Regions from separate parts of the Lactuca sativa genome. Here region 1 is linked to region 2. A link is a contact called in public Hi-C data. All regions are on one chromosome and are shown on one strand. Each heading gives the region's core, a stretch centred on a gene start, on an enhancer-like site or on the middle of the called end of the contact. The rest is flanking DNA. Distances are from core to core; before and after follow the strand shown. Region 1 holds the start of LOC111900685. Region 2 holds the start of LOC111900683 (homeobox protein knotted-1-like 6).

Region 1 (6,260 bases), core at 1,649-4,148, 140 kb after region 2:
CCCAACTTTAACTCTTTTCATTTTGCCTTCTAAACTTACTAAAACTTTTGTCATTCCATCTCCTAACTTTAGTGTTTCCTTTTTTCATTTTTGCATCCATAACTCCTACTTTCCAACCTTTAAAATGTTTCAAGCGACATGACACAACATATTTACAAGGTCTAAACCTTAACCCGAAACTTGACACGAAACCGACACGGAAATAAACAGGTTAACACGACACGTTTGTCAGGTCTATTGTTTTGAGCTCCGGTACATGCAATCTATGTGGTGCAGGTGATGAATATGTTATACATCTTCACTGGGAATGTTGTTGGGTTCGAGATGTCTGGAGTATGTTTCAAGACTGGTGCGAGCTTGATCTCTTTGATATTAATTCTGTTGAACATCTCCTCTTTGTCTTCCACTCCTTTGCCAAATCGCCTTCTCACCTAAAGATGACTCACACGATCATTCTTTCGGCTCTTTGGTCTTTGTGGAAAGCCAGAAACAACTGCTCCTTTAACAATATTGCTCCATCTCAAGCCTGTATTTTTGAAGATATCAAGGCGAACTCTTTCATGTGGATAAAAAACAGGATAGGGTGTACCTCCTTAAATTGGTCTTCTTGGTACATTTTCCCTTTGACGTAATTATTGTACTTTTATTTTTTCTACAGTTTTACTTTTGCCCCTAGCTGCTTGCTAGCGGCTTCATACAAATTTCGCCGTTCAATTTTTTTTTTAAATTGTGTTACTAATTACATGATAAAGACAATCAAACTATTAAATTCCTCTTATTGCTTGTTGTATTTTAGCACATGATCTATCAAGTTTGTTTGGAAGAAACTTTGAATATATAGAAGTAAACAAGCACAAGAACACATATGGTTTGGTCCATGTAACAATATGACATTACGTACATGGACATGAAGAAGTTCTCTTATACACAAGTTTGCAATTTGAGATTAAACCTAGAAACACTAATAGTGACCATCTTATAAGGTCTACAAACCCTTATAGCCTTATCCTATTCTAACACTTATCTCGTATATTCTTGAATTTGGTTCATCTCCATGTGTGGGTCACGTTGAAACGATGCTAAAACTCCATTGTTTTCACAAGTTGAATATATTGGAATTTACCGGTTTGTTATTTTCAAACTCTCGATATATTGTAAGTAAGTTAAAAAATTATATTATGCAAATGTTGTTTAAGTTAAATTATCCAACTTAAATGACTAGATCATTGCTTCGTGATGTTTTTTTAAATGTGCAACTTAGATCTTGAAAAAGAAATTTGTTTTTTTAATGTGAACTAAACATTATCATTTCATTTGTCGACCCCATTTTGATATGTTGACACATCTAAATAATTTAATATCTTCTATATTCATAGTTATGTATAAAAAGATTCATCAAAATCCTATGTTTCCTCTAATAACGTTAAAAGTGAAAAGTCCAAAACAAATACAATGACATTCTCAAACAAAACTTCACTCAATATACTTAAATAAGAAATTCCCATTCAATTAGGCACAATTACTTTTTCTATATTTAGCCTACATATAGGCCTCCTTTAAATGAACATTGAAGAACACATTTGGCATCTTTTCAAGTTGAGTATGCATTTTCTTCCTCCTCAAACTATAGATTTGCGATGGAAAAGACATTTCACATTCGAAAAGATGTTAACCAGAAGGTAGATATGACAATCAGTAATCCTGTAAAATATAGAATTCGACAAAATCATCATGTGAAAATTGAGATAAATAAGTCTTATAACATTATTTTCATAGTATTAAAATGGAAAGGCATTATAATAACCTAATAACTTGTCTCTTGGCAACGAGGCTCCCCCGACCGATAATTTCATAACTGCACAAAACATATGAACTTTATAGTGAAATTTGGAAAAAATTTATATAACACACTAAGACTTCTATAGATGGACAAAAATATGTAATTTTACTAAAAAATTTTAATAAATCAAAGTAAAAGAGATTTACTTGTATCACAATTTGAGGTAGAATTCCAACTCCCACACATACATAATTCTCCAAAATGTTCCACATCATGTCCACAAGACCCACCAGTTGCCTCACACGCTTTACAAAATGAATCATTACTTACCTCCACATCATACTTGACTCGTATTCCATAAGTCCACTCAGAAGGACCGCTTACTCGTAGAGGTGCCAAGGTGTATGCACTGCTATACCCTTGGCACTCTAGTTTACTAAGATTCACACTTTTGATTGCATCAAAGGGTAATGCACAACAAATAGGTGGCCCTGACCCATAAGCCAAGCCCATACGGGCTAGCCCAAGATCCATCCAACCTTGACAACCATAATACTCCTCACAACCCATACCCGAGACATTTCTACATGGTACATGGTTCCCAGTTGGGAACCCTTGGAAGAGTGGTGATTGGGTCGAACAACCCAATAACATGAACACATTATCTGCGGTTGGATTTAGGTATGGGGCCCGCCAGTGCTCCACTACAAACCCATTTCCCCTACCTCCTAGCACGATGGAGTCACATGTGGACAAATGTGGGTCATGTAAAGTCATGGACTGATATGCATAGTCGATGTTTAGAACCCTATATGAGCCCGAGCTAATGTGAAACATAAGGACATCGTTGATGCAAAACAAAAGGTCTCTGAAACCTGAATGACCACATCCCGACCGGAGAGCAAACGGGTAATCTATAGTTATGTTGCCACAATAGGATCGACATACATGAGATGCACCTACACTATACACAAAGACATGTAATAAGATAAACAAAATGATGGACCTAAGTTTAGCCATGGTGAGAGAGGTAAGTAACAAGATACATATGACTCAAAGTGAGCGTATGGATCTAGGAATTGAAGTAACATGTGAGTGGGATGCTTTGCTTGTGATGGTTGAAAGTGTTTTGCTTTAATGCTGTCAAGGTCTTCGTAATGAAGAATATAATGTTGGTGCATTGTTTACTATTCTATGAACTTTTTGTGTTATTTTAATATTTTGGCCCAGCCCAACTTTTGTATTTTTTGCTTTAGTATGCTTTTAGAGCATAAATTGGTACGAATGGTTTGTTTTGATGAATAGAAAACTTGATTATGCAATTTGTAGATGGAATAATTAGTCTGGTAGTTTAGAGTTTGTGCAATTTGTAGATAGAATAATTAGTCTGGTATTTTAGAGTAGTACGTTAAATATATTTGTTAGAAACAAACCATTACTGTGATAAAATTGATGTTTATTGTAAATTTAGAATTGCATAAACTACATTGACTTCAATTTCTTTGTTAATTTTTGAAGGATACAAACATTTTTTTTTTTATAAATGTGTCCATTTAAGATATGTTTACGTTTTACTTGCAACATATCAAATAGATAAAACAAAGAATAACTAAAAATGAAACTGGTCAAAAGTTTAATGCATACACGCTCCTTTTTTATTATTATTATTATTATAAAAAAAATGGATTAATATTGAGTAGTGTAATTAGTTCTTTTACCAAAATTTAACACATTTTTGCTTTTAGAGAAAATTGAAAATTTGGACATGCGTTTGCTTGATTTCTTTGGTTACATCCATTGGCTTTAAAAATTGACATATAGTCACCTTGGCCTATTTTTATTGTGGTTTGATCCCATCAATTTTGAAAAGTCTTTTTTGACCCTTTATATATATATATATATATATATATATATATATATATATATATATATATATATATATATATATATATATATATATATATATATATATATATATATTCACCCGTGCAATGCAACGAGACACAAATTACTTTAGAAAAATAAGTCGGTCTGGTGCAATTAAGTTAGTATGATATAGATGGAACAAGCCATAAATTTATTTATTTTAATTAATATACTTATGTAATTCGCACAAGGTTTTAAATAACGTTAGACATGACTTTAACTGCAATATCAAGCCTCAAATTTTTTCGAGTCTTGACAAACCACATCGTTTGTAAGAAATTACTTAAGACGGCAATTTTGCATATATATATATATATATATATATATATATATATATATATATATATATATATATAACTTAAGGCGACATTTTGTTAACACGTAGCGTCAAGTACAAATCTTGGAGTCATGATATGTCATGGTGAAGCCATGACAGACTTTTTAGAATCTTGAATATACTAGATATAAAAAATCATGTGTTTATCTATTAGGGTATGTTATAATTACTTTCGTCATAAATAATATAAGACTTAATTCCATAAACATGATTGTAATTTTAATTTTATTTAGTTTAACGTTTGTTTTTTTTTTAACAAAAAATCACTTTAAACAAGTATAGGGGTTTCTTGATAACCATAATAATTTGAATTATATAAAAAAAACACTGTTGTTTAGATTTTTTTCGGTTTAACAACAAAAAGAATGTTCTCCTAAGTAAACCACCTAGACATTGATTTTTGAAACTACTATAATCGGGTACAAGATGGTTTCCGACTATATTGATAATTTTGAATCTCATTTAGAAAACTATTTGATTATTAATGAAAGTTTTGGTGTGTTCAGCCAATTTAAGGAAAATTACACCATGTTTTGACATATTACTAAGGTTGATGGAATTCTTTTCAATATTTCTATCAGTTATATCAATACATAATCAAATATTTAGGTCACATATATCATGAAAATTCCATAAAAATGGCTTGGGTACTTTATTTAAATATTGCGAGAGTCTTACAATATTTAGGTCTCTTTCTCTCTCGTTCTCTTTCTCCCTGTGATTTTTTTATTCGGTTGTAAAACGGTTATCAAATATTAAATCTTTGTTTAAAGGCCTATTACACAAAATGATCATAAATAATCATGGATAAACATCTTAAGTTTTTATTTCATCAAATATAGTCTCGATACATATAATTTATGTTTATATTTAAGTTAAAAAAAAATAATATAAGCTTGATTTTTTTTCAAAATACGAAAAAAAATAATAACTAGCATGTAAAAATCCAAATATGGGCCGGAATGTGTTAGTCTGTTTACTATTATTAGATCTGTGAAGATTTTGCTTGGCCCAATCTAGTCGGTCCAGTAATACCAAAACGACGTAGTCTACCTTCGTGTTCAACCGCTGGCAAAAAGATTCATTTCTTCGGAATCCTCCCTTTTCGCCGTCGATCGCCGGCGACTGGTAAAGCACACAAGCGGCGTTTCTTAGCATCAAATCCCAGGTAAACTTATCGAACTAAAAGTGAGGGACCTTAAAACAATCCCCCCAAACCTATCTCCTTTGTTGTATCCTCGTCTCGGCGTCTCCCCTGTGTCGCTCTCTACCACTCCATCAGAACACAAGAACACAGCAGAACTCGTTTTTTTCTCCCACCAGCTTTCCTCCTCCGATTTCCGATCAAGACTACCGCTGCCGGCGTCTTCGCCTACATCGATTTCCGATCCGGTAAGTTTCAACATCGATATGAGAGTTCTTTGTTCCAATTTTCGATTTTCTGTGTTCATCATATACCATCTACGCTTTTTTGTTTGATCGATTATTACCTGAAATACCCTTGAAGTGTCGATTCTACACTCCATCAGAACACAGCAGAACTCTTTTGTTTGAACGTTTTTTTGTTCATCAGATACCTGTTACAGAAATCGATTAGTGTTTGTGTTTTTCAACTCCATTTTTCTGTTTGATCGACGCTTACCTGTACTAGATTTGATTATTGTTTGTTGTTTATCAACTCCATTTTCTGTTAACATGTATAAATTTGGTGAAATATGTTTAACTTATGGTGAAATCGATTTCCTGTGTTCAAAGGTTTATTTGTCTATGAATTGGTTGATTGTGAAATCTGTTAACAAGTATTTATGTAGTTTACATCTTGATTCTATGTAGGATCGTGTTGTTTTTGACTTGCAATTTCCAGGGTAAAGTTTATTTCTAGAGAGACTGGAATCAATTATACTTGACAATGGAAGTCCATGAAGAACCACAAGAAAGTGTTCATCGTGTAAGAATCACTTCCCCAATTTGCTTTCTTCCAAGATTTCAATACATTGATTCGCCTTATGGTAAACCCCTTTTTCAATTTGAACACAGAAAACTCCAAAGTTGCCTGGAACTGTAAACTGGGGTACAGCAACCATTGTTGGAGTATTTGCTGGCATGTTATATGGAGGCAGCAAGGAAGCCTCTGCTTCTGTTGTAAGTACCCAAAAAAAGATGTTTCATTAAAATATGCTCATCATTCATTCAAGAAACTAATGAATATTTATAAAT
Region 2 (6,258 bases), core at 3,464-5,963:
TATTTTATTCCACATAGTAAAAAACAAAAAAGGACATTTTAACCCACTTGATGATTAAATGCTATATAGATGATTCGACCTTTAATAAAGCATGCGTATGTAGTTCCAATTGGGCTTATACTTCAAACCTTACGCTTTGAATATCTATATTTTACATTGACAAAGATGGGCATCTTGGATGACTAAGAATGATGGTTTGAATCTTTATATTTTATATTGATCAGAAAGATTGACATCTTGAATGACTACATGATTTAACATGATGGAAGATAAAAGCTTTTTTAGTTCATTTAAGTGGGGTTTTGGAGTTTTCTAAAAGTCATTTCTCTATATGAATGACAGTAGCCATATACTTAAAATTAAAGTTTATTTTTGGTTCACTTTATATCTAAGAGCATACTCAACTCACACTAGAGAGTTCAATGACAGTTGTATGAGATGCTAAATCTCGTTATTTTTTGATTTAGAGTTCAATAGAAAAAAGAAAGTTTTCTAATTCTTAAATAAATGTTATAAATTAGTTTTGGTATTTTTTTTTTCATTGAACTTTCTAGATTTCAATGTAGGGATCCCTTTCAATGTATTATAGAAAAAAAAATAATAAAACTGTATGGAATGCAAAATGATAATGTGAAATTTTAAATTTAATAGTAGTAAAATGTGGCAAAAGTCAATACTAAAACATTATGCTTTCTTTGCTTTTAGTTAATTTCTTGAAAAAGAGATCCTGAATTTTGGGATTTATATAATAAGATGCAGTATGCATCAAAGGGATTCAGATTCTCAACAGACTATACAACGAAATGGGAAAAAGAAAGCTGTCAAAGGTAGACACGATATTGGGAAAACCAACATGATTTTTTGAGAAGCTCACTATTGTACTAATTAACCATGACATGATTTGTAAGGTATAGAGTATTTTTTGTTTCTTATTTCATGAAAGGAAACTTCATAGAAAAAATATTTTGCTTTGGTGTAAAAGATCTTGAAAATAAGATTAATCATCAACTTTTCTATGATAAGACTACAAAATGGCATAGTGTTCTGGGTTTTCATGTCTTATCTTTCTCATGCAATTAAAAAAAACAAGCAAACTACTATAACAGTGAAACAATACAATGATACATGATAAAAAAAATGTATCCCATTGAAACACCTTTTTTTAAGAAATGATAGCATATCATTATTTAGTAAATTTAAACATATACGTGATAAATCGTTTGATAAATTCAAGCTGAATATAGTATATACTTAAGATTTAGCTGTGATTGACATGATGAGTCATATTATTTTATAGCGTTTATCATTTTTTTTAAGTAGAATAATGTATGCCTAATGTCTGTAATCATTAAGAAATAGATCTATATTGACATGTTAAAAAGGTCCATATAGACTACTTAAAATTTACTCCTTTTGTGTACTTAACTACTATATACAATATTCAAATTCTTTTTTTAATTTCAATATTTTCATCTTCATTATAGAAAAAACACAAAGAAAAAGTAAATAGAAACAAAAAATCTGAGTGCCACTGTCATTGTGGTCACCATTCATATTCCCCTTTTATGTCTCTATCTATATCAAGAAGAAGGAAAAGCAGAGTTCCTAATAAAACAAACTACCCAAATCACATTCAAAAAAAAAAAAAAAGAGCGAGAACACCTATTATTGAAAACCCTAGCTATTCTTAAGATTCAAGATTTGGGCAAATGCTCAAATAAAATTATATATCTTCCTATATCTTTAATTAATCATACCTTTGTTTCTGCACGTATATACTTAATTAATACAGATTAACTTTAATTTAAACAGAGTATAATGTATTGGAAGGGGCTTCTTATACGTGAATTGTGAATTCTCGGGAGCTCTCGATTGCTTTGAATGAATTGCTATATCATATATTTCGAAAATTAAAGTAAAAGATTTTTTTTTTTTTTTTTTTTTTTTTTTTTTTTTTTTTTTTTTAAAGCTAGCTAGCTAAGGTGACTGCTTAAATTTTATGCATGTCTAAAAATTTTGTTCAAACTTATAGGAATATTGAGTTCAAGATATCTTACATACATTATATTTAAAAGTAATACACAAAAATATATTAAATTAAATATAGAGCCTGCTTCCTAATCCTAACTCGAATTAGTCAAGCCAAATGCACAATGACAATACATCATCTATCCAACAGCTTGAAGTTGATTAAATGTACCCTTTAAGGTGCATCATAAATAAATTTAAGAAATAGACTTTCTTATTAAGATATATGCTAACTTACAAGATGAATACCCTACTATATCCTTTAACCCAAAACTGATAGCAAAGCATTGATACAAGGCCGACTAATTTCATTATCTATTGTTTAAAGTTTAAACCTCTTCATGTGATTGATAGATTGTTTGATAGTTGTTGATTAACTTAGATTTAATTAAATCATTGTCTGAATGAGTTAGATCCAACCTACTTATCAGACTCACTAAGAAATATATAAACGGTTTCTAATTGTGGTTCTAACCAGGTTAGACCTAACTTCTTATTAGACCCAATAACATACATATTAACTACATATCAAAATTTAATTTGACCATCATAACCAAAGTTAAGTTGAAGCTAATCACTTGATAACAAACCCCAATTAATATACAAAGCTCCAGCTAAATTTGACTGGATTATTTACTTTAAAAACTTCATAAATCCGATTCTTCTCCGAATAAGAAGGCCTAGTTGTTAATATGTTTTTTAATTAAACGTAATCATTTAAATAGAATTAAGAAAAGACAAAGAATTAGAGTGATTTTTGTATTTTGCCAAAGAGTAGATATATATAAAATCAATCGGATATATTATCCATATATCCTAGAACAAGTTGGGATTTCGAGGTGTTTGGACTGTTTTGCAAAACAAACACACATCAGACTTCGAATATGAAAATGAGTGAAGGATCAGGGATAACCAATGAAATATCTAAAATCAGACCATGAAAGTCTCACTCAGAAGAAATATAATTCGCTACGCTAGGGTTTTCCTGATTCTTCTTCATTCTTGTTTCGCCGTCGGATTCAAAATGCCGTGACAACAGATATCCGGCGGCTCCGACGCACATACTTAACGGCGGAGGTATCCAACACCGTATCACCTACCTCCATCACCGCCTCCCCTTCCCTCGGCGGCGAAATAGAGATATAAAAAGGGTTTCCGATTGGATAAATTATATAGTATATATAATTGACTATGAGACGCATAATAAAATAATAATAAACCGTGGGACATGATAATGATGAAATACACACATAGCACGAGATTCCATGACTGGAGGAGAGAGAGAAAAAGAGAGAGAGAGAGAGACCTGTGTGGTAGGTTATAGAAGTTCCCTTGCAGAGATTGGTGAGTTGAGTTTGCATATTGTTCAAAAACGTGGTTGCTTCATCGAAAGGTCTTGCCAGATCCGATCTGTACTTATCCAGCATCTCACAGTAAGTTTCCTTCAAAAGAATCACAAATTGATCGAGCAATCAGCGAATGAAGAAATTAATTACAAACACACGATCGACAGTGACAGCAATTTGACTCACCATGAATTCGTCGAGCTCGGGATCATCGCCCAGACATGAACAGGCGCTGGATCTCCGGCAGAAATCATTATCGCTGAAAATTTCATCAAACAGGTTCGCGATATCTGGTGGAGCTCCAACCTGATAAGAATCAAACACGCACTAGTGATTTCTTCTTGACGTGTGACGTATTTGATTCTTCAACGAATCTTAACCCTAACAGAAGGTTCGTATAAATTTATTCTAATCAGAACCTGTTGAATGTGAGTTAAACTCCTAGTCACTATAGATTAAACGTTTGAAGATCTTCTGAGGACTCGGAATATCACTGATCAAATTATTCAAATGCGTATTTTAAAAACAAGCAGGAAATCGCGCGGATTTCAAAATTTTTGCAAAACTGAAAATGAATATTGTGATTGTGATTTACGTTCTGCAAGCGATTAAATACACAACAAGCACACGACATTGCTACGCAGCTTTCGTGTCTGTTTGAACGCAGATCCACTGTAACTGAAACTAACAGTGTCTCTGTACTCAGAGGAAACAGATAAACTGACCGGATACATATCATACATACGTACACCGAATACATCACATATACATACATAGACACATACGTGTAAGCACTCAAGCAACTCTCTCTCTCTCTCTCTCTCTCTCTCTCTCTCATACATATACAGACATACCTTTTGGCAAGAGATGTAAGCTTGGAGCAGCTTAGGATATAGAGGATGCGACATGATCTTGGCTCGATTAGCGCTTGACAAATCTTCATCTAATTCTTCAGCTAATCCGTTGTTATTATTCTTATTGCTACTACTAGTTTGAATATTGGAGCCTGATCCAAACACTGCCGGAATAGTCCGTTGATGGCGAACGTCCGGTGCCTGATCATCGAAAGCGTGATGGTAATTCTCTCTCGCCGTTTCTGCCGGCGGAATTTGCTCATGGTAATTCATTAATCCGTACATTTCCTCCATTATCGATCAATAACAGGTTTGTACATGGAATTAAGATATGGATTTGAAGAGAAAGGTTGGGGGAATATGATCGGAATTGGAGGGGGCAGAGAGAGAGTAGGAGTGTGAATTTAGCGTACAAACAAGATGAAAGAAAGCCCCAGCAGCACCTGAATGTCTGGTCTCATCTATCATCATCATATTCATCATGCACCATCCTCTCCTTCTTTCACTTCTATCCTTCCTTTTTTGGTTTAATCCACGCTCCCATTCCGCGCGTTGTTTTCTGTGATTGAAAAGGTGGGACCATGTCAGTTCTCATCCGTTGGATGTGCTTTCTATGTAACCAACGGAGGTTTAGAGTTTCGATACCGTGTTTAATTAGTATAATAACAAAATAATTATCACCACCTTAACAAAGCCTCAAGTTTGATTTGTTGACTAATCTTCAAACCAAAGGGTTTCTTCTATCCTAACGGTATCCGATGTTATCTTTTCTTCTTAAAGTTGACCGGAGATTTGTGGATCTAAGATGTAGTTTAGAAATAATATATAAATTTGCCGTTAAAAAAACTAGTCTTCAAATTCAAATTTAGTCTTATTGGTTTGTAAAAGGGAAATCGAGTAATCTACTAACAATAATAATGATTAATTTATAATTCTTTTTCAAAAAAAAATATCATAAACTTCAGAATAAAACATTCAGGAGTAGCTGTATGCATTCCAAAGCTTCTGATCCGGAATCTGTCTCCGTACATTCCGAACTGACAAAGTCAATTCTGAAGTACATAAGTCAAAATCGTACATAGATGTGACATTATGGATTCACAAACACGTTTCCAGACACACACTGGATCCCAAAAAACAACTTTTTTCATCTCTTATATATAAATGGTATACCATGTAGTTAGTCACTCACTTTGGATCATATGTAATTATCTATTATAACTGCTTCAAGATAAGTTTCTCAGATAGTGACCATGAAAAAAGCTTTACCAACTTGTCTGCATATTTATACAACCTTCGGCGGACCAACCCTCATAGTTACACCAACATCAAAACTAATGTGTCGGATCATTTTTCAACTCTGTTTTGTGGATATTAGATATGTGGTAAAATTATTTTGTCCATATTTTAATTGTTTCTTTAAAATTTATAACATTTCAACAGCTAATTGTTCCAAAAAATACAACTTCATACATTCATAGGTTGCTTCCGGATTAACTATCATTTTGGAGTTGTTTCCGATCGCTTATTTATAGTGGTATATTTTAGATTAACTACCATTCTGGAATGAAATTCTGGATGTTAAATCAACCATTGATTTCAAATCAAATCCATCATTTATGTCAGATTTCAGACATTTTAGATTCACGGTCACACGATCATGGGCATAGATTCTCAAAACATATTTTGGATCGTTCCGGACATCGTGTTTCAGACATACTTTAATTTTTACAACTTCACACTACTAATATGTAGCTACCACACACTCTAAATGTGACAACCCATCATTTTCAATCTAGTAAAAGTCAACCAAAGTCAACTAAGGTCAAACATATCAAATTAAAGTCAACTTTGTTGTTTTGATTAATTTAATAAAGTTAAATTAATGATTTTGGTTAGAGTAAACCTATCCGTAAATGTGTTGTAAAGTTTAGAAGTGGAATTACTCTAAACCGAGGATTCTCGTATGACTGAAAACCCTCGGACTGCCTTATCTCCTCGCACCGTAAACACATTTTTGGTTGAGAACC

The links. A called contact is a pair of places that touch in the nucleus more often than the background predicts.
Region 1: a Hi-C map of leaf shows a contact between it and region 2, with 7 times the contacts expected there. The contact joins the promoter of LOC111900685 here to the promoter of LOC111900683 in region 2. A contact is called at or near these places in 2 of 4 Hi-C or Micro-C datasets (leaf and seed).

What each region holds. Positions count from the first base shown.
Region 1 is chr5:36,965,061-36,971,320 of Lsat_Salinas_v11, forward strand. LOC111900685 reads right to left here and starts at 2,899. Exons shown (of 3, transcript XM_023896564.3): 1 at 1,987-2,899; 2 at 1,805-1,855; 3 at 1,437-1,701. The coding sequence starts at 2,800. The coding sequence ends at 1,652. It overlaps LOC111900686, which reads left to right and starts at 5,104. Exons shown (of 6, transcript XM_023896566.2): 1 at 5,104-5,435; 2 at 5,908-5,991; 3 at 6,081-6,185. The coding sequence starts at 5,953.
Region 2 is chr5:36,819,256-36,825,513 of Lsat_Salinas_v11, forward strand. It overlaps LOC111900683 (homeobox protein knotted-1-like 6), which reads right to left and starts at 4,714. Exons shown (of 5, transcript XM_023896562.3): 1 at 4,229-4,714; 2 at 3,561-3,680; 3 at 3,335-3,470. The coding sequence starts at 4,522.